Regions from separate parts of the Capsicum annuum genome. Here region 2 is linked to region 1. The links are chromatin contacts, called in public Hi-C maps. All regions are on one chromosome and are shown on one strand. Each heading gives the region's core, a stretch centred on a gene start, on an enhancer-like site or on the middle of the called end of the contact. The rest is flanking DNA. Distances are from core to core; before and after follow the strand shown.

Region 1 (7,248 bases), core at 1,642-4,141:
GCACATATTGGACTCCATGTGCAACCCATTGTGTGAATTTGATATACGGGGATACTTTCAAGCAAAGACCCTTTCAAGCCGCCCATTAGCTCTTCTAGTTCATTAAGGGTCATTTTACTAAAATAACCTAATTGATTCTGCTTTAAAAATCTAAATTTGACTACTATTACTTTATGTAGTTATTTAATGATAAGGATTTGTTAAAATGGACAAGTAAAACAATCTATTTTTGGTACAAGGGCCAGATAAATTGAAACGGAGTTAGTAGTAGAATAAACAAAGTCAATTACGTAAAAGGACTCGGTTTGAAACTCAGAATCCCTGCATGAAACTCCCCTCGTAGCACAGTGCCAAGCAAGTCTTGGAAAATGTAATTCTTTATTAAAGTAAATAGATCCCTCATTGTATCAAAGCTACTATTGAACCCCGTGGGTGAGGACGGGATTATGTACATGGACACAACATAAAGAGTTTTGGAGCATTGAACATTGTACTTCATTCATATTGTTGTTAAAAACAGTAAAAAGAAATAGGCCAGGCCAAGTGTAGATTGTCAATAAGGAACACACGAGGAATTTATTTTTTTTGGGGTGGTAAAGAACTCAAGATTAATTATATTTGCAACATGACTTTTTACTAAAAATTAGGTAAAGGAAATGTTTTGAAACTCAATCACTTCATGAAATTTTCCTCTACAAGGTTCTAAGCATGTCTCAGCAAATCTGATTCTCTTTTGTAAAACAAATCAGTTTCTATTGCATCTGAATTGCTACTATTGAACATTGTGGGTGAGGGGTAGATTAAAGCATTCAGTAATACCAGAGACAGCTTCAACTATGTGGCGGCTCTTTGCAGCTTCATCCCAAAATTGGCGGAACCTTGCAGTCTGCAAAAAGAAGTGTGCACTTATTCAGTTAATCACTGAATTGAAAGAAAACTTTCAGCAAACACAACATGGCATACCTCTAAGTAGTGAGAGAGAACAATTAGTGTCTTGAATTGCTCTTCCATTTGCTGAGAAGTGAAATAAGAAAATCATTATGAGGAAAAAAGGATAGGACTCTGCATCTAACACAGTTGAAGATTTATATCTAGATATCAAAAGCATGTGTTCAGCCTTGATACCCCAAAATCACCATAATGACCCACAACAACCCAGTGAAAAAGATAAGAAAATTAAGGAAGGCGAAAAGTCTTTGCAAACTTAAACAGCAAAAAAGAGACGTCTATGGGAGTTGCAACAAAAAGTGGCAGTACATGAAAGTGCCCCTCAGAAGGAAACCAAGCAGCAAGGAATGTTCCTTAATCCCAAACGTGTTTGGGCCAGCAAAATGAATCCTCAATATCCATTTGAATGCATTTCATTAGCAAATAAGAAACTATACTAGCTAAGAAATTTAAAAGACCAATCAAAGTAAATGAAGAACTTCTGGGGAAACAACCTCACTACCACAAAGTTAGGGCCAAGTATGTTCTTGTTGAATAACTTCTGGGGAAAACATTAGTATATTCAGTCTTACAACTTTTATGTTGCAGATATCCGTTAATAGAGAACCACAAAATTTCAGATATCACTATAGTCTATTCATTTGTTTCAGACTTTCCTGTTTATCTAATTTCCTCAAAACCAGCACGGATTGGCAACCAGAAAGAGAAAAAAGAAGGAAAAATGCCGACAACGGAACCAATTATCTCACAGAAGATCTTTCGAGTTAAACATTCCTATTAACTTGACAGAAGATCTTTTGGGTTTTTTATTTTAATTTTAGAACTATGTCATAATGACCACTTGCCTTCCTTTTTTGTTTTACATAAGGCAATGAAACAACTGTGAAGCTGTGTTAGGCATGAACGAGAATAGCTAATATCTGCGGTAACAAATACGAGAAGTTACAAAATTATTTCCGCCATCTACGTCCATCTTAGGTTATGACAGTTTTTATGTTTTCCGACCACACCCATTCCATAGTACACGAGACGAGAAAATTTACAATTCATATTCATCAAAGGTAAGTCATAACAAAGGAAACTTTGAAGATACATACCACTCGTTCCGGGATTAGGAAGAGACAGAGGCTGAAATCTGGAGCTGGCATTGCCATTAGAGCCTATTGGCACAAACAAGCAAATAAGTAAGACAGAGGCAACAAATAATATCCTAAATTGCATCAGACTCCTCACTCGATGCCTAACCCGTATCAGTTTCTCCAAAAACACACTACTTTTGGAGAATCCGACACACATCCATTGCCATTTTTGAAGAGTCAGAGCAACATAGGTAATAATATCACACACGCAAGAGAAGAAGTTAATTGCACCTTAACCAAAATACGAGCAACAATTGGTGTACTCATTCTCTCCGACTCAAACTGTACTCATCCAAAGAAATCGACACCATTATCAATCAACCAAAAAATAACACTCCAAATAAAAACTAATAGTTGTTTACATCACCAAATTAAACCTGATAAAGACGAAGCAGGCAAAGATTTGCATCCAGATTGTATGTTTGAGACGAAACCTAAAATTAACATCGAAATTACTCAATTAAAACCAACACAAATTCAGCAGGACCAAAAAAGGTCATTATAGTAAATTAGTGTACCTGTTCGTTAACATAGTTTTCAAGATCGGGGCGGATATCTGGGTTGTAAGGGTTAACAGCAATGAGCTGCTCTACAGTGTGAGCAAGCTGTGACTTCTCGTTAGTCGCCTCTTTTCCCATTTTTCTAAACTGTTAAGAGGATTTTGGAAGGAAGATAGAGGAGGCAAAGAGCGAGAGGTTTTAGGGTTTGAGGGGGAGAGATACTGGAGGGGTTCTATTTGTTTGTCAAATGACAAATTTTTCGAGGGCTCGTTTGGACATGGTTGGAAATTCGATTTGTTTGATTTGAAATTTTATTCCGACATGAAATTTAGATTTCTTAGCATTGTTTGGTCATGTTTCATATTGAAAATAGGAAAAATAATTTTAATTTTTTAATTCAAATATATTAGTTCAAATAAATATTGTGGATTAATATAATTAAATTAATTACTTTAAGTTCAATAAATATGAATTAATTAAATTTTAATTTTATTAGGCTAGTCCATTGACTTGGACTACAAACGATTAGTACACTTTGCGAGGTCTAATTTGATGTCACGTGTCAAATAACATGGCATGCCAGTCAATTGAAGGAGCCAATATGTATCAAAATGACTCAACATGCTTAGTGAAATCAAAGGCCGATAAAAATATGACACGTGTATAAGTGACATGCTCCGACCACTCAAAAGATGTATCAAAGATGTATGTCCTCATTACAACTCCTCTATTCTACGACTATAAATAGGGATCTTCATAATTCAGAAATAAACCAAAACTCTAACAAGAAGTTGTAACACCCCAGATTTTTGCCTCTGAAAATTTATTAAGTTTTGAGCTTATTGCTCAGACTACGACTCACCTAACGAGTCATAATGTCTCCTTATGGGTCACAGGACTCGAGTCGTAGGATGAATAGTGAGGGTTGCTCGTGTTTCTATTGTGACTACGACTGGGATGTCACGAGTTATAATGACTCTTTACGAGTTGTAAGGTATTTTCCATAGTCAAACCAGTATAGGTGCCCAATGTCACTGTTGTGGTTACGACTAGGACCCTATGAGTCGTAAGGTCCGTATACGAGTCGTATGGTACGACTCGTAGGGTCAACGAGTCTAGGGGACGACTCGTAGTCAGTCGTTATGAGTCGTAAGGTAACCCGTAATGACTGGGCGGCAAATATTTAGTGTTTCATTAAGGGTACTTTTGACATTTTTTCCTTTTCGCCAATTGTGACCCACATCCTTAAAAACCTTTTGGGACCCCATTATTATCCAAAAGACATAATCAAACACATTCTTAAACTTTCTCAAATCCCTAAGTCAAGAACAAGTTAGGGTTTCTCAAGGTTGATCATTTAGAGTTTTCAAGTGGTGATTTCTCTCCATAGTTATGATACTTTTAGGCATGTACCTCTCCCCTTAAACTTGTTTTACTTAAAGCATGTGTTTAATTGGTTATTCATGTGCATTTGAATTGGAATTTTGATTTGAGTTAGGGGTTTTGGAAGGATTGTTACTTGATTTGAATTCCCATAGTTTTAATGCAAATGTTCATGTTTTAATTATGTATTTTGAAATCTATTGGGGTGCATGGGTATGGTGAATGGAATGGGGGTCGAGGTATATTCCCAAATTGATGATTTTGGTCTGGAATTTGGTTTTGAAAATTGTGTTCCCTCAACCCACTTGCATAATTGAATTTGAAATATGGTTAATCACATGTGTTGGTTGACTTCCCTAAACTTTTGCTTTGCATAAATGGTTAAATGGATAAGAAGGGTTTTGAAAGCCTTGTTAGCCATGTTTTTGACTTTTAAACTGGATTTAATGAACAAAAAGTGTCTTGGTATTCCCCAGGTTTATGAAATTGGCATGGCATAATTATAAGCTTGCAAGTGTAATGGTGTGACGATACCTGTGGTTGGTGCCTTCACTGATAATTCCTTGGTTAAATAGATGGGTTATCTGAAACTTATTTTAATTGGGCTTAAAGGGGGTTGTGTAGCTCGTCTTAGAAGGTGGAGGTCCTGGGGGGACCGATACTGAAAACCACGTTTGCCAGTATGGGGTCTTTATGACCGTGTGCATAGCTCACACTTATATATATTTTGGATTGGCTGGGGTCGAGGTATTCCCAGGCTCATCCTTGGATTTTCTTGGTTCGTGCGGCTAACACGGAGACCTTTTTAGCAGGGGAAGCTAAACCCATATAGCCTGTGGGTACCCTTGAGACGGTTGGGGCTACACAATCTATGTTAATGATTTTAAATCTTATGTTAAACCTTGTTCCCTATCCTAACATCTTATATATATATATATACATATATATATATATATGTATATATGCATGTATATGAACATGTACATTGAGTTTGGATTGAATTTTGAGTTGGAGTTATTTTATCCCTACCCTGAGTTACATGCTAGTGCTCGCCCTGCTAACCGTCTTCGAACTTTGTATCTCCACGCGGTGTAAGGAACAGAGACACTTCTGTTTTTCTTACACAGTGATTAGGTGATTTCTGGATCGATTGTGAGTAAGCTTAAAGTGGTGAACTTCTATATTTCGGAAGACCCTCATTTCATGTTCTTATTTTATTTTGTTTTGGTTTATTCCTTTTGGACTCTTTTTAGCTATGTCGGGGCATGTCCCGACTTATGTTGTTCTTTAATTTTAGCGTCTTTGTGGATTAGGATGGATGTTAAAGTTCTTAGATTTCTTTTTGAGCTAGTTGGTTAACTATCTTGTTATATGCTCATAATTCATTTGCTGCTAGTTGTGTTGTATTTTGTTTGTCTAGGCAAAGAGGGTGGTCTCCGGTCCTCGACAAACTTAAGATACCCACCACGGCAGGCCCTTGTTTGGGTCGTGATAAAGCTAGAGAGAGCTCATTGATTAAAAGGCACATATTTCTCATAAGCTACAAGTTCAAGCATTCAAGTAATCAAGTTTAAATACAATTCAAGATCAAGACCACCAAATTCAAGATCAAGCTCTAAAGTCCTTGGTTTTAAGTACAAGCAAGATCAAGAACATCATATTCAAGATTAAGTGCAAAAGCCTTTATATTCAAATACAAGCCAAGATCAAGTCAAAACTCTTGAATTCAAGTACGAGTCAAGGTCAAGTTCATCAAGATTCAACATCAAGCTCAAAATCTCTTGAATTTATATTTGAAGAGAAGAACCATAGAGATTGTAATACACATATATTGAAATCAAATACTATGATTAATGTAAAAATTTTTGTCTTAATCATTATTTTTTCTCATTGTGAATTTATTATCTGCAATATTTGGCAAGCTCGATGGGACAATTTCTACCTCTTATCTCTTTCTGTAAAAGTTGAAGAACATCAAAATAACTCAAATAAGAGTGAATTGGAAGTCACCATGGATATTATTATCCAAATCAAAAGAAGCAAAATAAAAATGCTAGGACAACGAGTGGTTTAAGTACCGTCCAAAAAAATGGTTTAAGTACCGTCCAAAAAAATTCATGTTTATGATTTATTTTCTCCAAAAAGAGTGAGTAATATTCTTTTTCCTGCGTGCTAGAAGAAGCAAATAATATCGTTGATGTAGTTAAACAAACTTTGACTCAACTTAATCTTCCAAAAGAGTGTCGTCATAACTCCAAGCTCTATTTAGATAGTGATCCACACTATTCTTTGTCTTCTGTGATATCAATGATGATTGACGTCTCATTATAGTAGAACAACACACAAATTTGACTACAAAAGTTGAAGGCTTGACAAATCGCGTGCAAGAACAAAATGCTAAACTTTTTAAGCTAACAAATAAAACAGATATGTCATTTGGTTGGACTGAATCAAATTAAAATTTTATTGAATAGATCGGTCCGACATCTGAATTGTTACCATGTTTCACTCTAGCAGGCCAAAGGGGTCCAGTTCTACAAGGTTCCAAAAGAATTAGTGTGGTTCGAGGGCCTAATTGGGATGGGTCGAGTAAGGGTTGATTAAATAATTTTTAACTTTTTTTTTACAAAAATCTACTAATAGAATACAAACTTAAACTACGTTCTCTCTCTCTCTTTGTATATATAACTTCTAAGAAGAGAGAAAGAAAAAAAATAAAAGTTGAAAGAGTAGACTGGGAGAGAAATAAAAATTAACGAATTGATCTTTTCTATGTAAAATGGTAAAAATGAAGTTGTTACTTATAAATATAAGGGATAGGTTATTTTTAAAAATTAAAAAAATAGTTGAACATTGTCAAATGTTTCAATTTTGAAGTTTAATTCAAAGGGCCAAAAGTCAAAAGTTATTGCCTTATCTGCACAGTTGTCATGCCAGTCCACCTAATTTATCAAGGGTCAATCAGTGACTAGTCGTGTCACTCCCCCAATATCCAGATTTTAAAAAAAATCAAGATAAATTATCCAAGTCAGGCCGAGCCAAGTTGATTATTTGATACTATTCTATGACATGACATTATCGAACCTACCAATTTTGAATTTCGATTTGAAATTTTAAATCAGACATTTTTGGTTAATTACATCAACTCAACCCAATTCTTTTATTATGGGTTGTTCTGGATTGGATTTTATTAGGTTGGGCTGGTCCAATTTTGAGTCAGCCCAACCCGTTTGACAGGTCTAAGAATAGAGAGCATATCTGAGAGAGAATTAAGTCAA
Region 2 (7,248 bases), core at 2,105-4,604, 390 kb after region 1:
TGATGGTAAGATCAATTGGAGTGGCCGAAAACCAAATTTAGTATGTCAAAGATGGAGCTCACTACTTTAAAGTACAAAGACACGATCTCTTTCTCCATTTTTCTATTAAGGACCCGTTTGGATTGAATTATTTTAAGTGTTTTTAGATCAAAATATCCTCTAAGAATTTTTGGCAAGATTAAAGTCAAAAGCTAAAGGCATAAGATAAAATATCTATTTTTAAGCTAGTAAAAATAAGTCAAAAGTCATGAATTCCTAACTCATGACTTATAAGCCAAAAGTTCTGAGTCTATCCATACACACACTAATTAAGTCACAAAATTATAAACTTATCTACTCCATGAAATGATGAAAACAAAGAAGAGATTGAATAAAGTACATTACTGCAAATAAATTACAAAAGGATAGCTATGTCAACCATAAAACAAACTTGTGCATGTTTAGCAACAAAAACAACAAGAGTTGTAAAAACTAATAAAAGTACTTAGATGATCACCAGAAACAAAAAAAGAAAGAAAAAAAAGCAAATCAAGAATGCTAAATTGTTGAAATTCTTTGAACGTCTCATTCTCCTCATTTTTTTTTAATTTCCTCTGTTTCTCCTTTGAATTGGTTTGGGTTGTGTTTCAGACAAAAAGCTAGAGTGTTCTTCCCCAATAAAAGTTATAAGATATGCTTTTCTTGCTTCAATAGTATTTTACACATCAACAATCAATTACAATCTAACACGTGGGTATCCTTATGGTTAATGAAACTTATAGGCAAACTTAGATTCAAAGTTTATGAATTTGAATCTTTGAGATAAGTCCTATTACGGTAGAATGATATCTTTCAGTAGTATATGATGCCCAAACTAAGTCTTTATTCTTAAGCGATATTGTTGCTATCATCTTATCTAAAACCAAGAAAGGCAAATATTACAAATCAATAATTGAGGCCATAATATCTCACAAAAAACCGTTTTAAAAAAAAAATTTCTACATGACTAAGTTATAAGTACTTGGAGTTTTTATGCACATACAGAAAGCACCATAGAACAAAGAATATCAATCCTACATATGATTTATTTTTTGATCTCTAAGCCATAATCTCATTCTTTGTTATTATTCTCAAAAGATTTATTTATTTTTTGTAAAAAGGAAAAAAATAAAAAATAAAAATTTTCTATGTTGAACAATGTTTTCAAAACAAATTAGGGTTCTTTTAGTCCCTCGCTTATCCCTACACTCAATAATTTTCATAAAAAATAGTTGAAAAGGATAGAGACAAATCTTTAATTTTTTTTGGTAGATAAATCTTTGATTTTTTCAGCTATTTCCTTTGCTTGAGTCCTTATAAATGAAATTGAGGCAACATGATTTGCATCTGTCAAAGTCTCCTAACGGTTGGGATTATTACATTTATTAGTATTTATTAGGATATTCATTATGATTGTTTTCTTGATCAAATTCTAAGTTAACATCCATAAAATAGATATAATTCATTTACTGGTTCAAGATTTCTATTTCTTGAAATCGGAAGAAGGAATTGAAACGACTTCTAAATATCATTCAACCACCATCAAGCAAGTAAACTCAGGTTTGAAATACCTTTTTGAGGATGACTTTGGCCCCCGTAGATATCAAATGTTCCTAACCATTCTGAAGAGAAGGTGAAAAGAGTGAAAAGAGCCTCATTCTTTGATCTTAGAAGTTTGTTGAGGTCACGACTCATTGAAATAGTTGATGCTCAACTTGGTTTACCATGTGAGTTGCAAATCAGATAATGGTACCTCTATTGTGATGGTTTGTCATGCCTTCATCCGGGGAAACATGCGTGTTTTGTCCATTTTTTCAAACAAAATTTTTTAACTTACACGATAAATTAGCAAAAGGGAGAATCCATTATCAATTGTCGACTATGCATAATTCATATATAATATATAAATTTATTAACTAAAAAGAATTAAAAAGGAAAGAAAGAAAGATGATAACCCATGCAAGACGACAATCATGAACCAAAACTAAAAGAGAAAGATAAAGTAAAGAGAAGCAGCAATTAGAAGAAAAAGTAAAGAGAAGTAGCGTCTGTTTTGCTAAGTTTGACTAAGATATTATTTTAAATAGAGTTGTAGAGTTCTTTTTTAAGAAGAAGATCTTCCCGTGTATTTAGTAGTAGTTTTTATTTTGCAAAATGCTATATTACCACCTGAAACTATACGCAAAAATGTTGAGACATACCCGAACTTTAGGAGGGTCCTATTACCCTTTGACTAATTAAAATCATTATTGACAACCTTAGTGCCTACGTGGACCCTTCAGTGTGTTGTGCTATGTATGTGCCATGTAAGCACTAAGGTTGTCAAAAATACGATTTTAATTAATCATGGGATAGGACCCTCCTAAAGTTCGGATGTGTATCAGTCTTTTCGCGTATTGTTCAAGGTGGTAATAGAGTATTTTCTATATTTTTAATATAGTTAGGGATACCAAACTTTTCATGTATTATTATAGTATCAAAACTTTCCATATATTTATTATAGTTAATATTTAATATATAATAATTAAGAAAAAATAGTGAAAAAGATGATTTTGTCTAGAGCAAAATTTTTTAATGAAGGGTAAAAAGTTCAAATCACTTTTCTTGTCAAGAGTCTTCACACTTTTAATATATTATAGATTATAGATATAGATTATAGATATGCATATAGATTATAGATAGGTACAAACTATAGATATTGATATAGATTATAAATATGTGGTCATTTTGTAGGCATTTTTTTATCACTTGTATATAGTGTGTAAGAATCCCTATGAAATTATCTTGTGTCCAATCCATAAATTTTGAATGGATCATTAATTTCTAGTCCATGTTTAATACCCCTAAAGTAAGTCATAATATAGCATAACATATCCCATACTTGTTATTACTTAGATCTTCCAACGGGATAAGAATCAGACATAGCTCTTCCAAGGGAGTACACATCAATGTCCAAAAACTACACTAAACTATCATCAAAATTTTGGTCAAACCAACTATGCTTCAACTTTAACATATTGCATTTAAGTAGAATGAGCATGATCATATTCATTCAAAGCCAGCTAATGTGATACTGATATCAAACTACGTTAATTTACTACAGTTGGATGGAAAATTAAGATAAGAATGCATGTTAATTCACAATAGTTTAGTGATAAAAGTATATGTGAAGACGTGTGTCGTATTCATTGATGTTTGATACAAATACGGAGTGCGATAAGTTTTTATGATTAGTCAATCAAAGGATGATGAGAATTGGAAAGCAGAGAGTTTTACCTCTACCTGGGAGCTTGCATCTTATTCTTATTTAGAACAGAAGGAGAATGCACCCAAAAAGGGGAAAGTTAAAGCTTGTATATTCAAAGACAAAGTAAATTTTTTTGAGAGTGATGCCTATCTAAAGTGTTTATGTTTAATGAGAAATACAGTTTACTACACTTTTTATGGATATAGGTGATGGTTAAATAATTCTATCTTGATGGCCAATTGTAACAAATTCTAGACTCAGATTTTTAGTTTGCATCGAGTATCATAATCTTTCATGATTTCTATTTTTAGTTTTTCTTGAAAGAAAAAAAAAACTAAACCTCTTTGCAAAATTTTCAGCAAGATGTGTGTTTCCTAGAAGCAAAAAAGTTGAATATTGTACAGGTAAGTATGATACAAAATCTACACTCAGATTCATTTTTCAACTATTAAAATATTAGCTTGCTATTTGTAACTACAAGTGTAATAAGTTTGATATCAGATTCCAACCTAACCATGTTTTTTTGTCACAGGGGGAAACAAAATTGAGCTGAAACATCTCCTTTGAAACATGTTCCCCTGTTTCACAGAATCCCACAAGCTTCGCTACTACTGCAGCACTTTCGCGTACATTCTGCAAGTTGAGAGGATCTGACCAGAGCTTATTCACAAGCTGAAGCCGTCTTCTCTGTTTTCCTTCCGGGGGGATGTCCCATTTCAAGTAGAGCACTTCCCTTTCTTCTGCGTCTAGCTTCGAGCTCACCCTTTTAGCTAAATAATCCCTTTCCTGCTTCAGTGCCTTAATACTGTATATTCATAATAAGTCAAGAGTTGGAAAACTTCAAATAAAGACCTTAAAAAAGTTCAAATAAAATACATGGATGACAGTGCTCCTGAAAGAATAAACTATACCTTGATGAGACATAGCCAGCAGGTTCATCACCCAAAAGTGCAGGGCTCGCATTACCAAGCCCTGCTAAGTGTTGGTCTAACCATGTCAACCTCCTAAGCTCAACTTCCATGTAAATCTGATCTGATGGATCCCCTTTAAATAACAGGTAAAATTGTGTACGGTGCACTAAAGACACATGACACAAATGCCACAACATTATAATTTGCTGCCTTTGGTCCTCTAACACTAAATGCCATGACAACGGAGATTGATCGGGTATATCAGCTTCATCATGTGCAGCCTCATTTGCCTCCAACTCCAGCACCTGGTTTTACTTATCACACAGTAATCAGTCCAAGTGATATTTTTGATTTGTCAAACAAAAGGAAAAGGAAATTGCAATGATTAAAAACCCTGAACCAGACTTTGCATATCTCGTCAAAAAAGCCACAAGGAAAGCGAAAATAAATCCTAACCTGGCAAACAAGCAGCTGCTTTTGGTACTGTAACTTAGCCACCCTTTCTTTCAGCTCAGTAACGTAAGCTTTAATACTCCGGATGTTCTCTTCAGATGCCTTAATAAACATCCTTTGCATCTTCTTCATGTTCACAGAGTTTGACTGCCTTGATCCAGGAGTACCCTCCCTTGATGAGATACAGTTACTGTCCATTCTTCTAATTGGAGTGCTTTTTTGGCAGCAGAATGAATCACCAGCAGATCCAACATTGTTGCATTCTGGTACTCTGTTCTCAATCTCACCCTCCACGATGTTGCAGGATGAAGCAGACATAGGAGAACATGGTGATCGAATTACATTTGGCATGTTACTGGTGTTACTCAAATTAAAAGGGAACACCTTTTTCTTTTTTGGAGTCCTCAAATCAACAGATTCCTGACAACTAGGAAGATGCATGACTAATTCTTCTATAGATCTCTGCACATTTTCAAGTTTCTGTTCTAAAGATGCAATAATGTTTTCCTGCAATCTCAGCCGTGCAATCTCTTCTTTCAAGCTGGCTTTATCTTTTATCTCAATTTGTTCTGGAACACAACTTGTTTTCTGCAGTTCTTTAATTTCTGCAAATAACTTTGCAATGGTCTCTGTGGCCCCTTGGCTGCCAATTCTGTGAGATGAAAACTCTTTGTGAAGCAACTGAAATGCATGGTTTGCTTCATCACCAAGCTGCCTCTGTCTCATCTCAAGCTTTCGGATCTCGTGCACCAGCATAGATGGATTGATTGAATTGGTAGACCTCCTGATTGCAGCCTGCCTGTCAAGTAACTTTTTTCTTCCCACAGTTGTAGAAAGATATCCGGAAACTTCTCCATTTTCAGTATTAAATGAAAGGCATTTGACTACTTGACGAGAAGGTCCATGGTGATCTGAACCCTGAAATGAGTATGTGCCAACAAGTTGTACTTTTCAAGACTCAAATCCACACAAAAAAAGGATGGAAAGTTAGGTTCTGTCTAAATGCATCAATATTTTTGTACCTTGAGCTCCTTCTTTGATCTTCTTTCTAGTTCGAGCTGGGACTGTGCTAGGTCGCGCTGACGTTTCAGCTCATTCATCTCCTCCTCCATCTGTATACTCGAAAAATTTTAGGATAAAAATATATACAATGATTCATAAGTAAGAATATTAGATTAGCAGGGTACTTGGCAATTCACCTCAACTAGCTATATTCTGTTTCCGAACTTACAAGTATCTTTGAACTACAACTATCAATACTTCACACTGAGAAGATATGAACTTAATAATTCGTAAGTACTACAATGGTCCTATGTCATACAAGTTCAAATGTCATTGTAGGAAAGGGGTCTATCTGCATGACTACATGCAAAATTAGCAGGTTTTCTGTGCAGGTACATTTAGGTAAATTGAAGTATTAACATGACATGGTAGTACTCTTGGAGTACCAAGTTCAATGATTTGACGCATGAGGCTGACATGGTAGTGAAATTGGATTCCCAGGCCATTCGGAAGAGAGATAGTTTCAAGTATCTTGGGTCTATGATTCAGGGGAATAGAGAGATTGACGAGGATGTCACGCACCATATAGGTGCAGGATGGTTGAAATGGAGGCTCGCTTCGGGAGTCTGGTGTGATAATGTTACAGAATCAAGATGATAATGTATATAGATGATTTTTATAGATTTGAATATTTAATTACCATAGTTAGCTTATTCTCTTTGCATACTTATTTCACTGTAATCTTTGAGTAATACACATCTTATTCCTCCTTCATACCTTATGAAAGACATGGTATTAGAGCGTTCTTTTCTGATTCGCTAGTATCGGGTCAACAACTCCACAGGAAAAGTGACAACTTCACTGTTGGAGGTGGTTGCAGACTTGGAGTACAACTCTCACCACCTATGTGGGCTAAACCGCTTTAGTCTGATTTGTCATTTCCCAGATCGTTGGAGAGGACATGCTTGTGTCTCACCCGCTGGCGAACTGAACTACAACAACCCACTTTGTAAGGCGCATGAAAGCGCGTGAGTGGACCATCCTCGGTCTAGTTCAAAGCTCCCAGGTCACCTTTGATATTTCTGGCTGCTTTGCATTAGTTCTCAGGGCAACAAATCCTCAGATTCTGCCGCTACTTTGTTTGGTCAGGTTTCGTTTTCTAATAAGTTGTTCTAATTCTGTGAATCCGAAGTAATATCAGGAGGCTACCTGTGTTGGGAACTTTGTCTTTTAGTGAGACTCCCTGTTCAGATCGGATTGCCACTTATCTGGGTCTTCTTTTCACTTTTATAATTTGAGACGTGTTGGCTATTTGCTAATTCTTCGAGTTTGTTTAGTTGGGTTCAGATTCACTTGATTCTTTGATTTGTTCGAGTGATAAATTTAATTGGAGTTCTATTTCTGTCCAAGAGAGATTTGGTTTGGATAATTCTAACTTTGGAAATTCTCTATCAATTTATTTTTGATATTGTGTGTTGAGAAAATGACTGCTTCTATTTCATTCTCTGATAAAAAGTTCTGGTCTCGACTTAGGATATTGCTAAATTGTCTCAATATCAGAAATTGAGGGAATCCACTTCAGTTAATGCCTTTACTAAGTCAGAAAAATTATGTCTC

What was found. A called contact is a pair of places that touch in the nucleus more often than the background predicts.
Region 2: a contact with region 1 is called in a Hi-C map of bud, with 2.4 times the contacts expected there. The contact joins the enhancer-like site here to the promoter of LOC107856224 in region 1. A contact is called at or near these places in 3 of 5 Hi-C or Micro-C datasets (bud, leaf and placenta).

What each region holds. Positions count from the first base shown.
Region 1 is chr7:94,779,752-94,786,999 of UCD10Xv1.1, forward strand. LOC107856224 (eukaryotic translation initiation factor 3 subunit K) reads right to left here and starts at 2,892. Exons shown (of 8, transcript XM_016701209.2): 1 at 2,606-2,892; 2 at 2,465-2,521; 3 at 2,319-2,369; 4 at 2,046-2,108; 5 at 964-1,014; 6 at 820-886. The coding sequence starts at 2,725.
Region 2 is chr7:95,167,852-95,175,099 of UCD10Xv1.1, forward strand. LOC107853553 (kinesin-like protein NACK2) reads right to left here. Exons shown (of 15, transcript XM_047393623.1): 12 at 5,652-5,741; 13 at 4,633-5,547; 14 at 4,177-4,481; 15 at 3,618-4,070. The coding sequence ends at 3,740. Among protein-coding and RNA genes, the nearest start is that of LOC107853553, 24 kb to the right of the region's middle. Within about 2 kb of position 3,355, at least 2 of the 5 cell types and tissues checked have an H3K27ac peak or open chromatin away from gene starts, as enhancers often do. A contact at or near this core is called in bud and leaf, where this site is marked.